Regions from separate parts of the Sus scrofa genome. Here region 1 is linked to region 2. A link is a contact called in public Hi-C data. All regions are on one chromosome and are shown on one strand. The core of a region is the stretch at or near the end of the contact, and the rest is flanking DNA. Distances in the headings are between cores, read along the strand shown. Region 1 holds the start of CTSF (cathepsin F). Region 2 holds the start of RBM14 (RNA binding motif protein 14).

Evidence for each region. Hi-C and Micro-C count contacts between places; a contact is called where the count stands out from the background.
Region 1: a contact with region 2 is called in a Hi-C map of alveolar macrophages, with 2.9 times the contacts expected there. The contact joins the promoter of CTSF here to the promoter of RBM14 in region 2. A contact is called at or near these places in 2 of 47 Hi-C or Micro-C datasets (alveolar macrophages and liver) and 1 of 2 datasets of contacts at active chromatin or transcription factors (alveolar macrophages).

The regions. Positions count from the first base shown.
Region 1 is chr2:5,850,572-5,856,804 of Sscrofa11.1, forward strand. CTSF (cathepsin F) reads left to right here and starts at 4,512. Exons shown (of 13, transcript XR_002341429.1): 1 at 4,512-4,854; 2 at 5,095-5,193; 3 at 5,490-5,574; 4 at 5,665-5,726; 5 at 5,819-5,894.
Region 2 is chr2:5,796,547-5,802,709 of Sscrofa11.1, forward strand. RBM14 (RNA binding motif protein 14) reads right to left here and starts at 4,212. Exons shown (of 3, transcript NM_001244221.1): 1 at 3,782-4,212. The coding sequence starts at 4,118.

The sequences.
Region 1 (6,233 bases), core at 3,262-5,761, 54 kb after region 2:
ATGTTTCTGTCCTCTTCCTATGTCTACAAAAAGGCTCAGAGACGTGAAGTAACTTGCTCAGAGTCACACAGCCAATTTGAAGTGGGCTGGACCAGAAGTAAAGCCCAGTCTGACTCTGAAGCCTGTGCACTGGCCCTCCTTTCCGATCCCTTTTCACTGCCTCCTCCCTCTCAGTCCCAGAAAAAGATTTTTTTTTTTTTTTTAATGGTGGGGAAAGAAGTCTTTGGAAATGGAGGCATTTCACGTACTGGGTAAGATTTATTATTGTTCACCATTCCTGAAGGTCAGGAGGTGAAGTGAGAAGGTTTGGAGTGGACTCAGATCGCGCAGCTGTTACTGCCATTCTCATAAATCAGGTGAAATTCCTGGAAGGGACGCCTGCTATTTGCTCCACCTTGTCCTAGAAAGGTCAGTTCCATCTGGCCGCATCCTGGGTGTTGGGCCATCCCCTAGACATTTTGCATGTCTGGGCGGCCTCTGCCTCAGTGTACGTGGTGCAGAGCTTCTCAAACCCTCACGGCAGAAGGGGGTGAGATCAACCTCTTATGCTGGGAATAGGGATGAGCTGCAAGTGCCTGCCCTTTCATTGAAAATTCAGGTCTTTAAAGAAATGCTGCAAATGTCGCACCCCATCCTGAATATCTGGGGGACATGTTCAATAGAAAGTCAATTTAAAATAAATTCCATCTCAGTATAGAAATGGACATATAAGGACCTACTTTTCAAATATAAGTGCTTCTGGAGTTCCTGTTGTGGCTCAAGGGGTTAAGAACCTGACTAGGATCCATGAGGATGCAGGTTCGATCCTTGGCCTCACTCAGTGGGTTAAGGATCTGGTGTTGCCACAAGATGCGGTGTAGGTCACAGATATGGCTCGGATCCTGAGTTGCTGTGGTTGTGGTGTAGGCCAGCAGCTGCAGCTCTGATTTGACTCCTAGCCTGGGAACTTCCATATGCCTCGGGTGAGGCCCTAAAAAGAAAAAAAAAAACAAAACCAAAAACCGCAAGTGCTCCTAGGAGTCACCCACATATTTGAAGTTCAAGTTCATTACCTGGACCTACTAAAGCAGAAGCCAGGACCACATTGTCGTACTCCCCCACCCCTCACCCACATCCCCTGCCAGTGAGTAACTGATCTATTTAGTCTATTCCGTGTGCTTGGAGGAAGAAGGCTGTGTTTATCCTCTGGCTTTACATGGCAGACCTCCTGCACCCCAGGGGGTCCGCAGAGGCCAGTCTGAGAAGCAGAATCTTTTTCTGTATTAGAATTGGATTTGGGGAGTTCCCGTCGTGGCGCAGTGGTTAATGAATCCAACTAGGAACCATGAGGTTGCGGGTTCCATCCCTGGCCTTGCTCGGTGGGTTAACGATCCGGCGTTGCCGTGAGCTGTGGTGTAGGTTGCAGACATGGCTCGATCCCGAGTTGCTATGGCTCTGGTGTAGGCTGGTGGCTACAGCTCTGATGAGACCTTTAGCCTGGGAACCTCCATATGCCGCAAGAGTGGCCCAAGACATGGCAAAAAGACAAAAAAAATAGAACTGGATTCAAACCCCGCCTCCAGCATCACCATTTCTGCAACTTGGGCAAGTAACTGAATCTTTTGTTGCTTTAGTTTCCTCGTCTGCCTGATACTTGTTTCACAGGGATGTCGTGGGGTTTAATGGGCTAATACATGTATGTGCTAAGAATGTGAAGTGCATAGCATGTAGCTCGTGCTCATTAAATGTTAGCCATTCTTTTTATTTTTTATTTATTTATTTATTTTTGTCTTTTGTCTTTTTTTAGGACCTCACCCTCAGCACATGGAAGTTTCCAGGCTAGGGGTCAAATTGGAGCTGCAGCTGCCAGCCTACATCACAGCCACAACGCCAGATGTGAGCCGTGTCTGCAGCCTACACCACAGTTCACGGCAACGCCAAATCCTTAACCCACTGAGCGAGGCCAGGGATCGAACCTGAGCCCTCATGGATGCTAGTTGTGTTCTTAACTCCCTGAGCCACAACGGGACTCCAACCCACCACTCTTTAAAAAAATTTTTGGCACACCCACAGCCAGGGATTGAATTACCACAGCAGGGACCCAGCCACAGCAGTGACAACCTCAGATTCTAAACTGCTAGGCCATCAGGGGACTCCCTCAACCTACCACACTTAATGAGGCTGCTGAAGACCTACCATTGCCCAGTCCCAAGGTCACGTCTCTTTTTTAATCTTACTTGCCCTCTCTGTGGCATTGGACACAGCCAATGTATTTCCTCTTTCTTCCTTTTTTTTTTCTTTTTACGGCCATACCTGCAGAATATGAAAGTTACCAGGCCAGGGGTCAAATCAGCTGCAGCTGCATCTTATGCCACAACACCAGATCCTTGACCCACTGAGCAAGGCCAGGGATTGAACCCAAATCCTCACAGACAGTATTGGGTCCTTAATCTGCTGAGCCACAATGGAAACTCCAAAATTGGTTTGTTTGGGTTTTTTTTTTGGCTGTACCCATGGCATGTCGAAGTTCCCCGGGCCAGGGACTGAACCTGTGGCACAATAGTGACCAGAGCCACAGCAATGAAAACACCAGATCCCTAACCCACTGAGCCACAAGGGAACTCCACTTTCTCTTCCTTGAGATACTTTCCTTTTTTCTACTTTCTTTCTTCTCTCTCTCTCTCTTTTTTTTTTTTTTTTTTTTTTTTAGCTTTTTAGGGCCGCACTTGTGGCCCATGGAGGTTCCCAGGCTAGGGGTCTAGTCAGAGCTGTAGCTGCCAGCGTACACCACAGCCATAGCAACTCGGGATCTGAGACACATCTGCAAGCTGCACCACAGCCCATGGCAATGCTGGATCCTTAACCCAGTGAGTGAGGGCGGGGATCGAACCCGCAACATCACAGGTACTAGTCGGATTCATTTATACTGCTCCACCTTGGGAACTTCCTCTTCTACTTTCTTGACATCACCCTCTCTTAGTCGCTCAATGTCCATTTATTCCCAGTCTCCTCTGCTGCCTCCCTCTTTTCAGCTCAGCTTCTGAACTTTGGCATGCCCCTGCTTCACTATCCTCATGGGTAATTGTACAATTTTTCTCTTGAAGGTTGTTGTGAGAATTGCCCGAGATAACATATGTGTGACTTTTTTTTTTTTTTTTTTTCCCAGAGGCATATGGAGTTCCCAGGCCAGGAATCAGATCCGAGCCACAGTTTCAACCTAAGCCAAAACTGCAGCAACGCTGGATCCTTAACCCACTGTGCTGAGCCCAGGATAGAACCTGCGTCCCAGGGCTCCCAAGACACTGCTGATCCTGTTGCACCACAGCAGGAACTCCAACATGTGTGACTTAAAATATCCTTCCTTTTCCTCCATGAATTATAAGTATGTCTCTTGCCTCAGTCTGATGAGAAGATAAGTCACACTTTCTTCCAGACACTCATCAGGAGGCTCCAGTGTCCAGGGAACAGGCTTTGGGGAAGATGGTTTCCCACAAAGGTGAAATACGACAGACACCAATGTGGATCTCTGGAAATCTGGATCTAAGAAAAGTCCCAATGCCTCTCCCATAGCCGGTCACATCTTGGAGGAAAATTCCTTTCTCACCTGTCTCTCCACTACACTGGAAGCTTCCAATAGGCAGCACTATGCTTAGTGCATCTGCGCTTCCTCTTGTTGGGCCCTGGAACATAGTGGTGAATGCTTACAAAAGATCAGTCCCAGCCCCCTGCACTGTTTGCACATTTGCCTCTGATCCCCATAACAGCCTGAGGCACTGCCAGTCCAGAGAATATTAGGTGCCATTTTACTGATAAAAAGAGAGGAACCGGAGTTCCCGCCATGGCTCAGTGGTTAACGAACTTGACTAGCATCCATAAGGATGCAGGTTCGATCCCTGGCCTAGCTCAGTGGGTTAAGGATCCCCTGTAGCTGTGAGCTGTGGTGAGGTCGCAGACGAGGCTCAGATCCAGTGTTGCTGTGGCTCTGGCCTAGGCCGGCAGCTACAGCTCTGATTTGATCCCTAGTCTGGGAACCTCCATATGCCCTGGGTACGGCCCTAAAAAGACAAAAAAAGAGAGAGAAAAACGAAAGAGAGGATCAAGCTGTGAACTCAAGCTCTGAGGCCAACTCCCTGGGTTCAAGTCCGGCTCTTTCACGTAACAGATGTTTGGCAAAGCCATTTAAATTCTCTAAGCCTCCATTTCCTCACTGATTAGATGCGGGTAACACCTACTTCGCAGGATGGCTACCGTGATTAGAGAGGGATGGCATAAACCGTGTAACATATAATAAGCACGCAAGAAATGCCAGTTATTATTTCTATTCTCAGGCCAGCATCCTCTCCCCTCCCCAAACAGCAGATCCAAGACCTAAAAAGATTACTTCAAGGCTGCAACCCCGGGCCCCCTCCAGCCCCGGCTGCTGCTACGCCGCTTTAGGGTGCGATTGTAATTCCGCGCCTGCGCGGCCGGCGCGCCCCACGTGCCTCACGTAAACAACATAGTGCGCAGGCGCACCCCGCCGGCGCCCATTGGCCGGCGCCCCGCGGTCTCTGGAGCTGCGGGTGGGGGACGAGGGCCCTCCGGCTGCGGGCAGCTCCGCCCGGTCGGTTGGTCCGCGCGTTGCTTTGTGCGTGAGTCCGGGCCGCCGGTTTCGCCCTCGCCATGGCCCCCTGGCTGCAGCTGCTGTTGCTGCTGGGGCTGCTCCCGGACGCCGCTCCCGCCCCCAAGAAGCCCCGAGCGGCCGGCCCGCAGGCCAGGGAGCTGGCGTCCCCGGAGCTCCTGGCGCCCGCCCGCTTCGCCCTGGAGATGTACAACCGCGGCCGGGCTGCCGGGACGAGGGCCGCGTTGAGGGCCGTGCGCGGACGCGTCCGCCGGGTGAGGACCCACTCGGGGCGGGAGCTCTCCGGTCCGGAGCGAGCGGGGCCCTCGTCGGAGGGCTGGGAACTTGGGGCGAGGGCGTTGGACGCCAGACCTGGGGAGGGGGCTAAACTTGGGGCGGGGGCGTTGGATCTCTAGTGATTGGGAAGAGGAAGGGACATGGTGGATCTGTCGACCCAGTGAAAGCCGGACGAAGGAGGGAGTGGCTCTGGGTGCCTCATCCTTCCTTCCATCCAGGCGGGCCGGGGGTCGCTGTACTCCCTGAAGGCCACTCTGGTGGAGCCTCCCTGCAACGACCCTACCGTGTGCCAGCTCCCTATATCCAAGAAAACCCTGGTGAGTGATGGGGTTCCTGCGCTTTCCTGCCCCCGGACTGAGTCTGGCAGTCCTTTGGCTGATGGGTCAGGTTTCTAGAGGGAGCTTTTGAGGCCTCGGCTACTCCACCCTGAGTCCCTAACCAGGCCTGGACGGCTAGAGACCAAGATGCTGTGAAAGGGAGGGTGTCTGCCCGGCTCTCCACTCTGGGGGTGATTGCCTTGGAGCTGGTCTTCATCTGAGACCCCTCCAGCTCCTTCTTGCCGAGGCCTTGCTCCCAACCCAGTCCCCTGACTGGCTTCCTCATCTGCCTCCAGCTCTGCAGCTTCGAAGTCCTGGACGAGCTGGGAAAACACATGCTGCTGAGGCGGGACTGTGGCCCAGTGGATACCAAGGTTACAGGTGCTGGGACAGCCCAGGATGCTGGGAGAGCTCAGGTCACACCTCACCTAGGGTTCAGTCCTAACTCTTCTCTGTTGGAACCCTCTCCAGATGACACAAACGAGACTTTCAGTTCATTCCTCCCACTGTTGAACAAGGATCCCCTGCCCCAGGTGGGAAGCTGGCTGCTGCCTTATGTCCCCTCTCTTCCCCTCCCTGGTCAGTCTGAGAAGGACTCCTTGAAAAGACCCCTCTGCCTTTCCAGGACTTTTCTGTGAAGATGGCTTCGATCTTCAAGGAATTTGTCACCACCTATAATCGGACGTATGATACAAAGGAGGGTGAGGACCCAGCCTTGGCTGTAGCTGTCCCAGTCAGGTCAGGGCCTTCCCCCCAACTTGGCACCGTGGTGTTGGAGAGGGGAAGGGCACAAGAGATCCTTTCAAGGACGCCCTAAATTCCCGAGTTCTTGCTCAGCCTCCCAGGACCTGGCATCTGTCTCAGGTACCTGACCCCTTCTCCCATCTGGTTTTCAGAAACCATAGGTCTCCATCTTTCTGGATAAAGTGGGGTGGGGCAAAGGCCACATTTTCTCTGTTGGAGGACCCCCAGCAGGGTGGCCTTTGCCCACAACCTCCTGTCTGGGGGTGCCCTTAAGAGCCCGGGTTGGTTTTGTTTTC
Region 2 (6,163 bases), core at 2,962-5,461:
CCTAGCCACAGGGCACTTGAACTATCCTCTGATCTCTCACATCCACTTTGGGTACAATAAGCAAAAATCAAGGCTGGTGGTCCCAGACCTCTTTAAAGGTGGAAGCTGACTGACCCTACCACCAGGAGAATGCAAAGGCAACCAGAAAGCAAGAGATTGTAGGAAAATTAAAGGTAATTTAAAAAAATGTCCAGGGAGTTCTCGTTGTAGCTCAGTAGGGTTAAGAACCCAACATGGTATCCATGAAGATGTGGGTTTGATCCCTGGCCTCGCTCTGTGGGTTAAGGATCCAGCGTTGCCAAGGGCTGCAGTGCTAAGTTTCAGAAGTGGCCAGGATCCCGAGTTGCTATGGCTGTGGCATAGACCAGCAGCAGCAGCTCCAATATGACCCCCAGCCCAGGAACTTCCATGTGCCACAGGAAGGACCTTAAAAAAAAAAAAAAGAAAAAGAAAACAACAAACAAAAACTTCCAGAAAGAAACGTGTGTGTGTGTGTGTGTGTGTGTGTGTGAGAGAGAGAGAGAGAGAGAGAGAGAGAGAGAGAGAGAGAGAGAGAGAGAGAGAGAGGGACTCGGTCACTTTGCTGTACAGCAGAAATTGGCACAACAGTATAAATCAACTAAAAAAAAATTTAAAGTAAAATAGTAATAATAAAGAAATGCAAAACACACCTTTAAAAAAATATTAAAGAACCATACTATATTCCTGGTCAGCCTATCCACAAATTCCTAAGATTGGAATGAACCAGGAAAAAACATCCAACAAAAAATTTCTACGGGCTTAAAAAGCAAGAGGATATCACATTATCTAACCCCCTACTTAGATGAGTTTTATTACGAAACCAACTTGCGAAATTTGAAAACAGATTCATATGTACAATTCAATCGACCACCCAGACCAGCTACATAATAAGAAAACCATCAGAAAAAATTACAACCAATTTACATCAGAAAGTTCCTAAGCCCAATACTGGAGGGAACTGTGAACAGGTTGTCCAGCTGACTCAATCACAAGAGGGCTTAACCAACCCTTATCATAGTGAACAGGCAAACCCAGACTGAGCCTTATCAAAGATGCTATGAACCCAACTACTTCTAGGACAATAAAGAAAAAAAAGAGATCTAGCAAGCTCCAGGGACCCACCTGCCTGGCGAGCTACTTCAAGGAAACATTGACCTCTGAAGAAATTACATTTAAAGGGACTGCAAGCAATGGAGATCTCCTAATGGCCTGGGGGCATCACAATTCTTTCAGTACCAAAGTTAAGAGAATCCAGAAAAATTTGTTTTTCTTTTCTCAGAAAAGTAAAAACTTGTAATTTGAAATCACAGTGTTGTATATGAGAGGAAAGAATGGCCACCCACCAAAAACGGGAGGAAACAATTTCCTCTTCTGCCTTACAGACTTCCAGGAAATCTAAATCGTTCCTAAAGCCGTCAGCAACTCTCAGAGGAACACCCAATAGAATGTAGCTGTGGAGAGTGGTCACAATCTGCTGCTGCTATGGAGATTTTTTACTCTACAAATAAAATCTTATCTAAGCTCCTGGAACAAAGCAACTAAGTTTTTTTCCCCTGTGAAATGAAACAGAACTAGTTGTCCCATGCAATGCCAAGCTTCTGTGCTTTTCAAAGACCAGCAAGAACACAAGACAACTCAATCAAATGTCCATTGCCAGACCAAGAAATGGATCACTCTTTAAGGGGCCAGAACCAGGCTCTTCTACTACATTCCCAACTTTAAAACCTCACTTTCCTTCACTCCAAATACAAAGGCATCAAAGGAGCATATGATCCTCAAATCTTTCCCACAGTCCCTTACATACACTGGAGCTCTCTTACGTTATCAGCATAACTACAAGTAACAACTAACCATCACTCCCTGAGGAAGTCCATGCATTTCTGCCAAATATTTACAAAGGGACAAAATTCGCCAAACTTTTGTTCGTTAGGATTCTCACAAGGAATCAGCCAGAAGTTCTAAAAACCACATGCAGTTACACACTTCACCCCCCCCCCGCCCCCACTACTGTCACTTGATGTCAGTTCCAAGCACTCAGGCAAATTTTCGGCTTTCTCTACCACCCCAAAGGAGGCTTCTTGACCAATGAGTTCCAGAGACTATCCTCTCAGATGCTGCTTTCTAGACTCCCAATCAAGTAGCCACCCTACCTAAGAACCACCAAAAAATAAAAATTTAAAAACATAAAACATACTAGGTCAATTAAACACAGAACTCTCATGAGTCATATACCCCCATCCATTTCCTGGTCAGGTGCCCAACTGGAGGCCCTCCCCACTCTTTCAGTGTAAACAAAAGCAGAAATCTATGCACCATACAGCCTGCCTCATCAGAGCACCCAGGAGGAAAGCCTGATTCTGGTTAGTCGTGGATCTGCATAGCCTGAGTTGAGGAAAACAGCTTGCAGTACTAATGCAAAAGAATGAATTACGCCTAGTGGTGGAGACTTTATACTTTACACTTCCCCAGTTACAGAAAGAATAAGGAACAACTTAAAAGATGCGCCTTTCCAGGACAGCAAATGATGTATCTTGATGGAAATGAGTAAGCATCTGCTCTCAAATGTATTTCCTATCCTCAGAACTTCTCACATAGGGTATAAGCAGGTGTGAATCCAACACCAAAAACAAGGGATCAGATACTCACTCCCAGATTACATCCTTTAAGACAGCAAGGCAAAGTTAACTCTGATCTGTTCCAAGTGGAACAGAAACCGGCCATATACACAAGGGCTGTACCTCCAAATCTTGCCAACGAAAAAGAAAAAGAGCTTAGGGGATAAACCCTCAGACTATGAAAAAAGTCAAGAGAGTCCCAAAAAGGAAGTCAGGCCTAAATTATGGTGATACAGTTTTCTTGAAGCAAACTAGGGCTCTCCCCTGACAACTAGACTATTTCAGCCAAGACGACTAGTAAGTTAAGGTCCCATGTCCCCCTCAGCCACAAAGTGTGCTACCTTGCAAAACCACCAAGCTTATAAAAGAAGGACACTGCCCTGGGGCACCAGCTTGGATGCTCAGAAGGAGACTTCACAAAACAAGCCTCCATCCACACGTGAAAGGTCAGGGTTTCCAGTTAAAGTCGATTCCAGAGGAAAAAAAGAACAAGTTTGAGGGAGTTGGAAAGCGCAGAGTTGCCACGCCTAATTCCCCTAACAATACTGAAAGGCCAAAGTGGTTCAGAAGGGGCCCCTCCTGTACCCAGGAGTAACTATACCTATGAATAGACCCAAACCACACAATACTAAAAGATCCCAGCCCCAAAACGTCCAAGGGCCCCGTTACCTTCCGCTCGGGAGCACTCATCGGGAGGGAACACGAGGGTGGGCTTGGGGCGTCAGCCCTCACCTTTTCCCTTTTCCCTTCCTCTGACCGACGTCTGGAGAGGAAGTGGGGAAGTGGCGAAATCTTCCCCGCTCCATGATCCGGCTTCTGCCCGTCACTTCCCAATTTCCGCTCGGTACCAGGCCCAGGAGACCAGTGGAAGGCGCGCCCCCGGTACCCTCCCAAGTCTCTCAGGCGCGTCCCCGGCCCCGCAGCTCGGCTCACAGTGGCCGCCGCACCCACCCAGAGCCGCTTCCTCCCATTTGGTTAATGGTGCCTGGACCGCAAGGGAGGAGGGAGTCTCTACCCAACGCGCCCCCAACACCTCCGGCCATCTCCCCACCGCCAACCGCTCAGTGACCGACCCCCGGGAAAGGGGCGTGGCTAAGAAGCAGAGTGCCCCGAGCGCGCCCGCGCCCCCCCCGCCTCAGCGTTACCTTTCACCACGTCACACTCGATGACGCGTCCGCGGCGCTCGAAGAGGCTGCGCAATTCCTGGCTCGTGCACGCAGCCGACACATTGCCCACGAATATCTTCCAAGTGTTAAGAGGCCGTGGGCGCGACATCTCCACTACGAGCGCGCGCCCCGGCCGCAGCTCGTGGCCGTGCAGGGCCTCGATGGCGCGCAGCGCGCCCGCGTTCTCGCGCATGTGCACGAAGGCGAACTGTTTCATGACGGCGCAGCTCATGACCGTGCCGTAGGGCGCGAAGAGAGCTGCCAGCTCCTCCGGCGTCGTATCCGCCCCATCGACGTTTCCCACGAATATCTTCATTTTGCCGCCGCAGCTGCCCTCCCGGAGAGCCGGGACCTCTCCTCCAGCGACTGGCGAGACGTCCGACCCGCCGGCAGTCCTCCCCAGGAATGGCTGGCGACCGAGAACCCCGCCGCGCAGGCGCTCTTACCTAGCCAATCGGAGCCCACATCCTGTGCGGCCTACAGCCAATCAGAGAGGCTGAAAGAAGATGCTCTTAGGCGCAGCCAATCCCAGAGGACCTGGAGCCCGCTCGTTAGCTGAGGGGGTGGGAGAGGGACGGCGGCGCGCGACCAACCGCCACTGCCGGGGGGGAGGCGGGGGAAAGGGTTAGAGAAGGGAATACGCGCGCTGGGAGCCGCTGAGCGTCGGAGAGGCCTAGTCGGCGTGGTGGCCTCTGACCTGGGTGGGGCCGGGGTTGGCGGGCCCCAAGGAAAAACTTTGTTCAGTCGGAAGTCAGAGCCCCTCCGCGTCTGGCAGCCTAGGCCAAACCCGCGCCTGGAGGTGGCAGTGAGAGTGTCTTCGGGAAGGCCAGGCCTGGCGGGAGAAACCAGTACGAACGCCTTCGGTCAGCACACGGCTCCCGGGAGTGCCGCCAGTGCTGCGCGGTCTGAGGGGACCTGAGAGGCATCTGCCCGGGAGAAACCCTCGTGCCTTTAAATCCGTCTTTGGGAACACATTCCCAGAGGTTGCAGACGGTGGAGACAGTTTAAAAAAAAAAAGAAAAAGAAAATCAGAGCCACCGCTGCCTTTAGGGAATTTCCCAACGAGGAATGACTTCTATCACTCTTGTATATGCTTGAAATTTTCCACAATAAAAAGTTGCATAAAGTAGGAAATGAAGTCGAGAGAAAGGTCCTTGAGGGGGTAAAAGTTGAGACTTTAAATAAAAGAGGGAAAACTTCAAAACTGACATGTATGTAAATAAAAAGATTGGGGAGTTTGGGTCGTGGCTCAGGGGAAATGAATCTGGCTAGCATCCATGAGGACGCAGGTTCCACCCCTGGCCTTGCTCAGTGGGTTAAGGATCTAGCATTGTCGTGAGCTGTGGTGTAGGTCGCAGATGCAGCTCGGATCTGGCATTGCTGTGGCTGTGGTGTAGGCCGGCAGCTGTAGCTCTGATTAGACCCCTAGCCTGGGAACCTCCATGTGCTGAAGGTGCAGCCCTAAAAAGCCACACACACACAAAACCTTTTGCATAGCAGAAGGCATCCAAAAGATAAGAACATGTGATAAACTCAGGGAAATATTTGCTTACAAGTTCAACTTTTCTTGAGCACCTACCCTGTGCGGTAGCACCAAGGATGCAGCAGTGAATTTAAAAAATGTCAAAAACTGGAGTTCCATGGTGGCTCAGCGGGTTAAGGAGCGGATTTTGTCTCTGCTGTTGCTCTGGTTACAGCTGTGGCTTGGGTTTGACCCCTGGCCCAGGTATTTCCACACACCTGCAGGCACGGCCAAAAAAAAGTGACAAAAATCTCGACCTTGGAGCTTGTATTTTGGTGGGGAGAGACAGATAATAATTATCAATTAAGTAAAACATATAGCCTGTTAGTGATAAAGACTTGAAGTAATGAGGGGAGCAAACAACTCATCTTCTGGGGGAATCATCCCAGCCAGAAAGTACATGTCTCAAAGTTCTGGGGCACAGCAGCATGCCTGTCTGTTCAAGGAATCACAAAGAACTGGTACAGCTAGGAGGGGAGCAGATTGAATAATACATCATAAGGTTGAGGAGGAGGTGTAGCCCCTTATGGGCCATTGAAATAACTTTGGATTTCACACCTTTTTATTTATTTATTTTTACTTTTTAGGGCCGCACCCGCAGCATATGGATGTTTCCAGGCTAGGGGGTGGAATCAGAGCTACAGCTGTCAACCTACACCACAGCTCACAGCAACACTGGATCCCCAGCCCACTGAGCAAGGCTGGGGATCAAACCTGCATCCTCATGGATACTAGGCAGATTTGTTTCCACTGCACCGCAACCGCAACTCCGGCTTTCACTCTTAATGAGTAGTATAGAGAGCAGAGATATTCATCGGATGTGACTTATCTTTCATAGT